Linked DNA regions of Anas platyrhynchos: all the other regions are linked to region 1. Evidence: chromatin contacts called from public Hi-C data. All regions are on one chromosome and are shown on one strand. Each heading gives the region's core, a stretch centred on a gene start, on an enhancer-like site or on the middle of the called end of the contact. The rest is flanking DNA. Distances are from core to core; before and after follow the strand shown. Region 1 holds the start of LOC101797130 (START domain-containing protein 10). Region 2 holds the start of ECSCR (endothelial cell surface expressed chemotaxis and apoptosis regulator). Region 3 holds the start of SMIM33 (small integral membrane protein 33).

What was found. A called contact is a pair of places that touch in the nucleus more often than the background predicts.
Region 2: a contact with region 1 is called in a Hi-C map of subcutaneous adipose tissue, with 3 times the contacts expected there. The contact joins the promoter of ECSCR here to the promoter of LOC101797130 in region 1. A contact is called at or near these places in 2 of 8 Hi-C or Micro-C datasets (skeletal muscle and subcutaneous adipose tissue).
Region 3: a Hi-C map of skeletal muscle shows a contact between it and region 1, with 3 times the contacts expected there. The contact joins the promoter of SMIM33 here to the promoter of LOC101797130 in region 1. A contact is called at or near these places in 2 of 8 Hi-C or Micro-C datasets (skeletal muscle and subcutaneous adipose tissue).

What each region holds. Positions count from the first base shown.
Region 1 is chr14:12,979,223-12,982,231 of IASCAAS_PekinDuck_T2T, reverse strand. It overlaps LOC101797130 (START domain-containing protein 10), which reads left to right and starts at 1,730. Exons shown (of 6, transcript XM_027468337.3): 1 at 1,730-2,199. The coding sequence starts at 2,035.
Region 2 is chr14:13,419,811-13,423,018 of IASCAAS_PekinDuck_T2T, reverse strand. It overlaps ECSCR (endothelial cell surface expressed chemotaxis and apoptosis regulator), which reads right to left and starts at 1,814. Exons shown (of 11, transcript XM_005024912.6): 1 at 1,649-1,814. The coding sequence starts at 1,706. The region is part of intron 2 of SMIM33 (small integral membrane protein 33); the gene reads left to right.
Region 3 is chr14:13,436,524-13,439,772 of IASCAAS_PekinDuck_T2T, reverse strand. SMIM33 (small integral membrane protein 33) reads left to right here and starts at 1,677. Exons shown (of 5, transcript XM_027468657.3): 1 at 1,677-1,867. It overlaps ECSCR (endothelial cell surface expressed chemotaxis and apoptosis regulator), which reads right to left. Exons shown (of 11, transcript XM_005024912.6): 7 at 3,044-3,130; 8 at 1,673-1,771; 9 at 1,040-1,076.

The DNA of each region.
Region 1 (3,009 bases), core at 481-2,980:
TGGGGACAGGGAAGTGACCGGACAGGGCTTGACACCCCGGGTGTGCTGGGCGTTATGGGGGGGAAAACGTCCCCTCCCACCCCCCAAAACATTTCCCTACCGCCCAAAGCCCCCAAAGTGGCAGTATAAGCCCCGCATTGGGGCAGGGAGGAGATGCCCACCGGCAGCATCCAGCTGCACGGTGACACCCAGAGCTGTCCCCGCCCTGTCCCCCCTCCTTGGCAGGGCTCGGGGCGGCCAAGGAGGCGACCGTGGGTGGCTTCAGGCCCTGCCAGGAGCGGGGGGGAGGCAGAGCAGAGCGAGGAGGAGGAGGAGGAGGAGGAGGAGGAGGAAGGCCGTCGGTGCTCCATCCCACCCCCTGCCTGACGGCGAAACGCAGGCGGCTCCCCCCGGCCGCGGCTCGCCCCCACCTCCCGGCCGTCCCCCGGCCTCTCCCTGTCGCTGTCACCGGTGGAGCACGCGTGACACCCAGTGGGCGACCCACGGACTGCAGGGCCGGGAGCCGGGGACGCCCCGAGCCCAGCCCCAGCCGGGGACCGGCCCCGATCGCTCCCCGCTGCTCGGCCGCTCCAGGCGCATCCAGTCCCAGGGCGGCCCCGGCACCCCCCTGGGGTGGATCCTGCGGGGGCAGCCTGTGCAGGGCTTCACCGCCCTCATGGTAAAGGGTTTCTTCCTAACACCTCGTCTAAATCCCTCCTTTTTTAATTTAAAACCACCCCCCTCATCCGAGCACTGCGTGTCCTGGTAAAGTCCCTCCCCAGCTCCTTGCAGCCCCCTTCACACCCCCGTGGCCCCTCTCCAGCAGCCCCGAGCAGCCCCCGAGGGCAGCGCTGCGGGGGCAGCAGGGACAGTCCCTCCCTCGCCCGCTGGCCTCGCTGCTTGGGGTGCAGCCCAGGATGTGGTCAGCTTTCCGAGCTGCTCACACACCCGTTGCTGGCTCGCCTTGCACTTCTCATCCAGCAGCACCCCCGGGTTGCTGGGGGCCGCTCTCAGCCCATTCCCTGCCCAGCCCACGCTCACCTTTGGGGTGGCCCCGACCCCAGTGCAGCACCTTGCACTTGGCCCTGCTCAGCCTCGTGAGGTTCCTTTGGGCACAGTGAAGCCCTCAGTGACCCCGCAGTGGGGTCTCACAAACCAGGGGGTGGTTTTGGTGACTTTGGTTGTGCAGCTGAGCAGCTGGGGAGCTCCTTCCAGGGGCGTTTGCCCAAGTGAGGGTGCCTCGATGCCTGCTTGGTGGCTGGGCTCAAGATGGGTGCTGCAGGGTGAGGTCTGGGACCGTGTTCAGCATCCCCCCTGTGGGTTGGTTGGGGACCCACATCACCCGTGGCACAGCCCTGCAGGCGAGGCTGCACTGGGAGGCTGCACAGGCCGAGCCTCAGCCCAGGTGGACACCAAGAAGCTCAAAATTGTGACCAACGGGGAGCTCATGGACATCGCCCAGGTGGGACAGGTAACGCCAGATTCCACCCAGGGCATGGGCAGGGTCCCAACAAAAAGCACCGGGGACGAGGTGGCAGACAAGAGGGTGACAACTGGGACAAGCTGTGTCCTGGGACCCGGCAGGCGTGAGGCCAGCAGCATGAGGGATGGGACTGTCCCCCTGGTAGGTGACAGAGAGGGCACAGCTGGGTGCTGCATCTCCTCCTCCGTGCTCCTGCCAGCAAGCTGCTGCTGCGAAGTCAGGCTCAGAGATTGCCAGGGGACGGTAGGGATGGCAGGGACGGGGACACAGGGGGCCAGGGGCAGCTCTGCCCTGAAAACCGAGCCACCCGCGTGCTGCTACCTGCTGAATAATAGAGGAGCCGGCGGGCAGCTGGAGAGAAACGTGATCCCGGAGAGCCTGGGAAGACATCTGAGCTGCCGGCAGCTGCCGTAGCACCCGCAGGGCAGGAGCCTTCCTCCCCGCCGTGCCGTGTGGCCGCAGGGCTCTGTGCATCCTCGGGGCCGTGAGGATGAGGATGGCCGCGTGAGCCGCGCGCAGGAGCTGGCTCCCCGGGCGGTGAGGCAGAAGGAGCCTCCCTCAGCTCAGCCCCCATGTCCAGGGCGGGGGAGATGGTTTATATCCCGGATGATTCCGACTTCAGCTCATTCAAGGAGCAGTGCGAGAGCCTGGAGGGCTGGCACTGCCACTACAACAAGGCTGGCATCACCGTCTGGAGCCAGGGCCAGGAGGAAAGCTGCACCGTGCAGAAAATCAAGGTGAGCCCTCCCCTGCGCGCCCCCCGTCACACCAGCGCCCTGCTGCAGCCCACCCCAAACACCGGGGCTTGGGGGCTTTGGCCCCAAAAGCACTTCTGCAGCTCGCAAGATGCTGCGTGGGCTCTCTGCCTGCCCCATGCTCTCAGCATCTGGACCAGGATGCTGCTGCAGCATGGAAATGTGCCCGGGGCACACCCCTGTGTGCTCACCTTGCTGCTGCCCTTGCTCCAGACATAGGTGGGAATGACCTTGTGGAGACAGCCTTGTTGGGAGCCCCTGGGGCATGAGATGGGCAGGTGGGTGCCTCTCCCCCAACCCTGCCATACTGGGGCTCATCGCCTCACGTCCCGCACCAGCCGAGCAACCCTGAGGGTTTCGGATGCCCCACGTGCTGTGCCGGCGACTTTGCTGCCTGCCAGGGGAAGGATCTGGGATGCTGTCCCTGGGGCTGTCACACCGTGCTGCTCACACATGGCACCAGTGACAGTGCTGGGTGACCCTGAGCATATCAAGAGTGGCTGTGGGGTGAGGGAGCCCCATCACATCCTCAGTCCTGCTGGTGGGAGCATCCTGCGGGGCAGCGCTCAGCTCCAGGGCACTGTTGTGGCTTTTCAGCCACAGGATCCTCACCGGGGATCAGACAGGGATGGGGTCTGCCGGAGCAAGTGTGGCTGGAGCACCTGACCAAGGGGCTGACCTGGCAAGGAGGGCTTCTAGCTAGGAGCACCAGGGAAGGGTGACCATGACCTGGAGAGCTGGGAGGCACGGGGAGGTGGAAAGGAGGCACCTGAGGTAGAGGATGCTGGAGGA
Region 2 (3,208 bases), core at 565-3,064, 440 kb before region 1:
AAAACCTGTGTGGAGAGTAGCTTCCAGCCAGTTATTCTGCACAATGCTAGGGCTTCGCAAGGTTACTTCCACCTGCTCAAGAGCAAGGAGACCACCGAGCTCTTCTGCCTTAAGATCTCCTAGTTCCCTTCCTCAGCTGCCTGAATGTCAGGGAGCCAGCAGCATCACTGACCTGCTCTCTGTCCCTTTCACTTAGGCTTCTGCAAAAGGCAAAGCAGCGATAGCCCCCAAGTAGCAGGCCACCTTAGTGACTTTAATATAACATCGGCTTTAATCTTCATTTAATTTCTAGTTCAGAGCTGTCATGCAAATAAAATGATACAAAACACACGATAATGTTGAAGGCTGGTTTTGACTGAAGCCAGAGGTCCGACTGCAGCACAGCAAGCACCAGCAATGCCATTCTCATCATTTGCACCTACTGGCCCCGTTGGCATCACACACCTAGTGGGAACAGCCCCTGCCCCGTGATTTGAAGCTGACTGCAGAGAACAGAGTTACAGTGACGCACTCAGGACTGAAGGATAGAGCTGGCATCCCTTCCACCTGATCCTGCAACAGCTGGGGTCAACCTGGGGAGCAAATATCTTGGGTAGCGTGATCAAACCAAGGGCTGGTCCTGGCAGAGTGCGGCTGACTCAGAGTGCTGACAACCTTGTTAACATCCCTGTCTTGTGCAAGCCATGCCAAATATTTGTAAGGGGGAAGAAATGCCCTCTGGCCAGGTGTTAAGAAGCACAGCAGCATGGCCAAGGGGCTTCAAAGTTACTCCAGGCACAATTTACCCCTCTGCTGAAGTCAGCAGCCCCCTAATAAAGAGACATTTTCCAGTCTACGTGCTCTTCCTACTGAGAGCCAGCACCTGACTTGTCTTCATGTTCCGTGTCTTTTAAAAACCCTCTGAATACCCATGTGGTGGCTGTAACCTATAGGCAACTTCGTGGTTTAATAATAAAATCTTTGGATTCAAGAAACAGGGTATTATTTTTAGGTGGCTTTCTGTTAGAAGCAGCAGTGACGTGCAGTCTGTGCCTCTGAATGCCTCTGAGCTCACAGCTCCTACAGCTGTCAGCAGCACAAGAGGTGGCTGGCTGCAGGAGAAGGCAACCTGTCACACTTCACCACGGGAAACCCGTTCCTTGGAGGTACGCTCACTGCATCCCCCACCACGACCCACGTCTGAAGGAAAATTAGGAGCAGAATTACTGCAATAAGGACAATGCACGTACTGCGTGACTCTTGCACCCGACTTACGCTCTCTTTGTGTTTACATCAGCAAGAAGAAAATCTAAAGTCAAGAAAAAAAATTACTTCTGAGGAAAATGCCCTGTACATGTAAAAGTTCCACCTTTACCCCTATTTGACAGAAGCCACTTGCGACACAGTGCCTCAGTATGCCTCAACAGAAACAAGCCTTTTGTTAAGCAGAAAACAATTTCTGCTATTCCAGCACAGTCAAACCAACCCCATAACACCTGACACGGCCAAATTCCCCCCAACAACCTGACTCCTGCCACCCCTGAATTTAAAGCTCGGGTTTTTCTGACGGCAGCTACTCCACGCTTAAATCTCTGCCCGGCTCCCTTTGGGGGGCTGGGCTCCCCAAACCCACCCCTGGCACCGTGTCACCGTCCTCGTAGCGCCTTACCTCTGATGAGCACGCAGCCAAACAGCCACAGGAGCGGGTGCACGGACGGAGCCAGCATCTTCCCCTCGGCTCGTGGCTGTGCAGCTCGGCTGGGGCTGTGTCCATACCGAGAGGGAAAAGAGGGTGAGGAACGATTTGCCTGCTTGGGCTGATTCTAGCAGAGCTTCCTGTTAAAGAATAGAAGGAAACGGGCTGAATCCACAGGGGAACTGTGTTTTTAAGCCCATTATGGTCGGAGAGGATATGAGACATCGCTTACCGACGGCAAAGGAAACCTCGCCATCGATGTGCTGGGGAGTTCAGTTCTCATAGCAGGGAGAGCAGCGGCACAGCGGGCCTGCCTGGCCTTGGGCCTCAGTAGGGTCTTTGTAGTACTTGGGTGGTTTTTTTTTTTTTGGAGATTACGTCTGGGGCAAGGGTGTGCCCCAGGTGATCTGCTCCGCATCAGTCGTGAGGGCTGCGCTGGTCTGGAGGAGCTGGTCATCCCCTGAGAGGGGATTTCTTAAAATCCCCGAGAGGGGTTTGGAAATGCCTGATCCTAGAGGAGCTGGGCTATCTCACAGCCCGTGCTCCGCGTCCTCTGAGCCCTCGTCCTGCTCCTCCCCGTGCAGCTCCAGCAAGTGTGGGCACCAGGACTGCTGGTTTTGGGATGCTGCTTTTTGGGTAGCAGCAGCATCCTTCCCCACAGGGCCTCCTGCACGAGACAGGCTTAGATCGACCCTAATCCCGTTCTTTGATCAAACTGGAAAATTGGCTTGGTCCTGCCCCCCACCCAGCCCTGCTCACCAGGGGGCTCGGGACGTTGAGCCTCTTGGCCCTGACTTTGTGCTGGGTTGGGCACCTGCCTGCACATTCTGTCTGTCCCCTGCTGGCATAGCTTGAGCTTCACTGGCAATACATTGCCCTGTGCTGGGTGTGAGTGGGAGTTTATGGGGGAAACGGATCTTAGAGCCTCCATGTGGGAAGGGCTTCAGCACCCGCCTGTCTCAGAGGGTCCCTGCAGGACTCTGGGGGCCAAATCCAGAGGGTGGTGGTGTTACAGTGCCAGAAATTTCCTCAGCATTGGCCCCTGTGCCCTCTGCATCACACCCAGAGCGGGTGTGCGGTCAGCAGAGTCCCCGCTGGGGCTGACTGGTCAGACTGGGAGCTGTGTGGGTGCCTGTCCCTGGTGGCTGCTCCTCCCTGCCTCAGACTCCTCAAAGGCTGCGCTGCCCCTCTTTGTGCTAGGCAAGACGCAGAGCCCTTTGTTTCCTTACAAAAAGCCTTGTTATAGGGGAAATGGGCTTGTTTCCCTTTGGCAGCCCAGGGGAGGCTGGATTGGAGGGGGGGCAGGTGTTTGGGGGAGCGCAGGGTTTGCACCTCCTGCCCTGGGCTGCTCCGTGCTCAGCCCTGTGGGTCCAGAGCTCTGCTCTCTGCACTGGGACAACGCAGGTTTCCAACACGTCCCTTGTGTCTGTCCCCCATCCCGAACAGCCCTCTGCCTCCAGAAGACTGCCCTGAGCCATGTCAGGCGTGCTGAGCCCAGCTGGGGACACCATAACGCAAACTAAAAGCAGCCAA
Region 3 (3,249 bases), core at 428-2,927, 460 kb before region 1:
TAGGCATTACCAGAACTGGAAGAAAAGGAAACATTATCGTGCCCTTTGTGCTGTGCTCTTAAATCTGCAGCAGCTGTCATGCAAAGGGAGCCCTGGATCTTTCTGCACCAGCTGCTGCTGCTCGTGTATTGCCAGCCCCTCTCTTCTGAGTGAGAGGTACGCGTGTTGGGAAGCTGGGGTTCCCCTTTCTCCCTGCCCTGAGGGCTGGAATTGGCATTCAGTGCCAAAGGAGAATGGGTGACCTTGGTGTTTAGGGTGCCTCTGCTCTGATGTGCCCCATCTCAGTGACTGCAGATCACTTAAATACCCATTATGATAATGATCTAGGAACCACTGACAAAAGATGCAAATTCTCATCTAAACCTTTAGTGACTGCTCCCTATATCCATTACTTCTTTCCACAGCAGGGGTGTTACCTTGCTGGGAAGGGATAGGAAAGTAGGAGCAATATATTTTTACACTTTCTCCCCATCTTAGGTCCCTTCCAGCCCTTGTTTTATGGTGCTTTCTGCGTGCAGCCTTTTTTCTTGGGCAGCAGTGACTGTCTGTGGGGTTCAGGCAGACCATCCTCCACATGGTGCTTCTCTCCCAAAGGGCTCTGGGTTGTACCCCCCACTTGCACCCCCTTATCCCAATTCTGTTAGATAGCAGTAACAGGGGTCTTGGATTTTTTTTTAATTTTAATTTTTATTTTTTTGAGGGGAATGATCTCATCTTGCTGAGACTACTTTGAAATGCAGAACCCAAGGTTCTCATCTGTATCTAGGCAAGGAAAGACAAATTGCTTTTTGGAAGGTGAGGAGCCTTCACAGCTATCAGTGCAGCTGTGAAATGGGGCCCCTAAACATTGAATTTCTACCTTTGACTCCATCAGACGCAGGATGAGGCTTTACCAGCACTTGTGTTTTTTGCCTGTCTCAAAGTCCTGATTTTTTTCTTCAAACTGGAGTAGCCAAAGCCACTTATTCCCCAGGCTAAAATGAGTTGTGGAATAAAACATGCATTTTCAACAGGGTGTGAATAGTGCGAGTGACCTTACCTCTCCGATACCATGGAGCTCCCCGGCTTCTGTTTGTCTGGAGGGAGAGAAGTAGTTGGTGACATGCAGGTGAGAAAACATGACAGCTATGCAATAAGTCGGCTGCATGCAGAATTATGTTGTACAGGGTTATAAATGAAATCCAGATGAGATTAGAGACACCACCGGACACTTGAGAGTTGATTAGAAAAAGTGCTTGAAATAATGTAACACTATACAGGCAGGACTGAATGCTTTGCTGCCTGTTCAGTTGCTAGCATCCTCTGTCCTGCTGTAGATCAGTCTTGCCCTCTAGTGGGCAGTGCTTAATGGGAAATGGGATTCTGAGAGAAAATGAGTGTCAAACTCCATAATTTCCGCTGGAAGAGCTGCCTGCCTGTGGGAATGGGCACATCTAACTGCAGCATGTGCAGCAGCTGAGGCTGTTTCCTTGTGCAGATGGATCTGGACAGGGGTTTCAAAGAGGTGGTCACACTCCATTCCTAACTGTGAAATCTATATTTCACTTGGGCTTCAAAACGTCCCACCAGGTAAGATTTTTTTAAAAGGTTGTCCTTCATTTAGGAATTGCCAAATAAACTTAGTAACCAATGACTTTTTATTAGGGGGGGAGAGGTGGTCCTGGGCAAATACCTTCTGAGTCCTTTGAGCGGTTACACTTGAACCTCAGGCTGACCACGCTGACGAGGATGATCACCACCACGACCAGGATAACTATGAAGCTGATGACACCTGGGGATGGAGGAAAGAACTGTCTGCTATTGATACAACAACACTCCCGTCCTTGGCTTCTGGGGTAGTGCAGGGTCTTGACTCATCAAAATTTGGGTAGGAAATCAATATTTTCATTAAAATGAGCACGGGATGTAAGACATAGGGAAGTAAATAGTCACTAGAGTGAATGGTTTCACCCTCCTGTGCTTTAGCTTCAAAGGGCTTCTGGTGCGTATTTAGGTGATAAGGCAGTGACAGGAAGGCAGAGGTCAGTTGATTACACTGGGGGTTAATTGGGGTCAGCACATCCCTATTGCTGCTGAGAAATCTTATCCTAAAGGTGTGTAAAGTCAGATAAATACATAATATAATGGGGCGAGACAAGCTGATTGACTGAACAGTGTGAACTATCGCATGAACCAGTGGCCAGACACAGATTTGATTCTGGCATCTGTAAATTGTGCTTTGTACAGGACTCTCATCCTGTTAAGGCAGTTTCAGGACTCTGTGGCTTCCCTTGTAGTACATAAGCAAATGATAGTTACAAAGTTAACTTTTATTTCAGAAGTATTTTTAAAAGTAAAGATTTTTCCTATAGTGCAGTAGAAGCAAACTTTTTTTTTTTTTTTTTTTTTCCTTAACTTCATGGAGGAAGGGGACAGTATAGTCCAAAGCAGAGTGGATCTCTTAAATTTACCCTGTCCCTATCTTCAAAGCTATTGTCAGAATAAGGTCTGGTGTCTCCTGCCCCTTTCTTTCACAAGGTCTGAATGGTGTAGAGGAGTTCTCTGCTTCCTGCTGGGCAGGGTGCAAGTGTACAAGGAGGGCAATAAGGCAGGGCTGGGGCAGAATATGAACAGGTTTGTGGGGTTAAAAGGCTAAGCTTCCTTTTTCCAGGAAGGTAGTATGTTTATTGTAGACCCTGTCAGGGAAACCAGGGTGTAGCATGGGATAATTTGTGTGCAGGTCTTGCTCTAACACAGCTGGGATGTGTCTTGCTCCACACTGCAGCTAGGAGCAAGATCCCCAGCTCAGGCATAGCCACGAAGGGCTTCCACGTTCTGTCCTTTGTGTACTGGTCATGGCTAGGAGTATTTATTATTACCTGGCCTGCTGGTGCTAGATGTCAAGATTTTTCCCCTTGTGCTTTGAACATTACAGGATCACACGTGCTAAAGAGAGAAACTGAGGAGCTGTGCCCAGGGACACACTGTTGGAGCAGGGTGTCCAGCACTGTGTGACCTGACAAAAAAGACCTCCTCCTTCTCCCCAGGTTGCACAGGACCTTACCAAAAGCTGCCACAGTCAGTGGAGACTTCTCGTATGTGAGAGTAGTGCCAGAGGTGTCCAGTGTTGGGGTAACTGCTTCTGAGGTGTCTGCAAGGTAGGAGAAAAAAGTAAATTTATATAAAACTGCTTCCAGTGTTGGGAAGAGGATTTCTAGCAGCGTTGTGTGGCCTAACTTGCACTTGCACTTTACTGAAGATGATAACTAG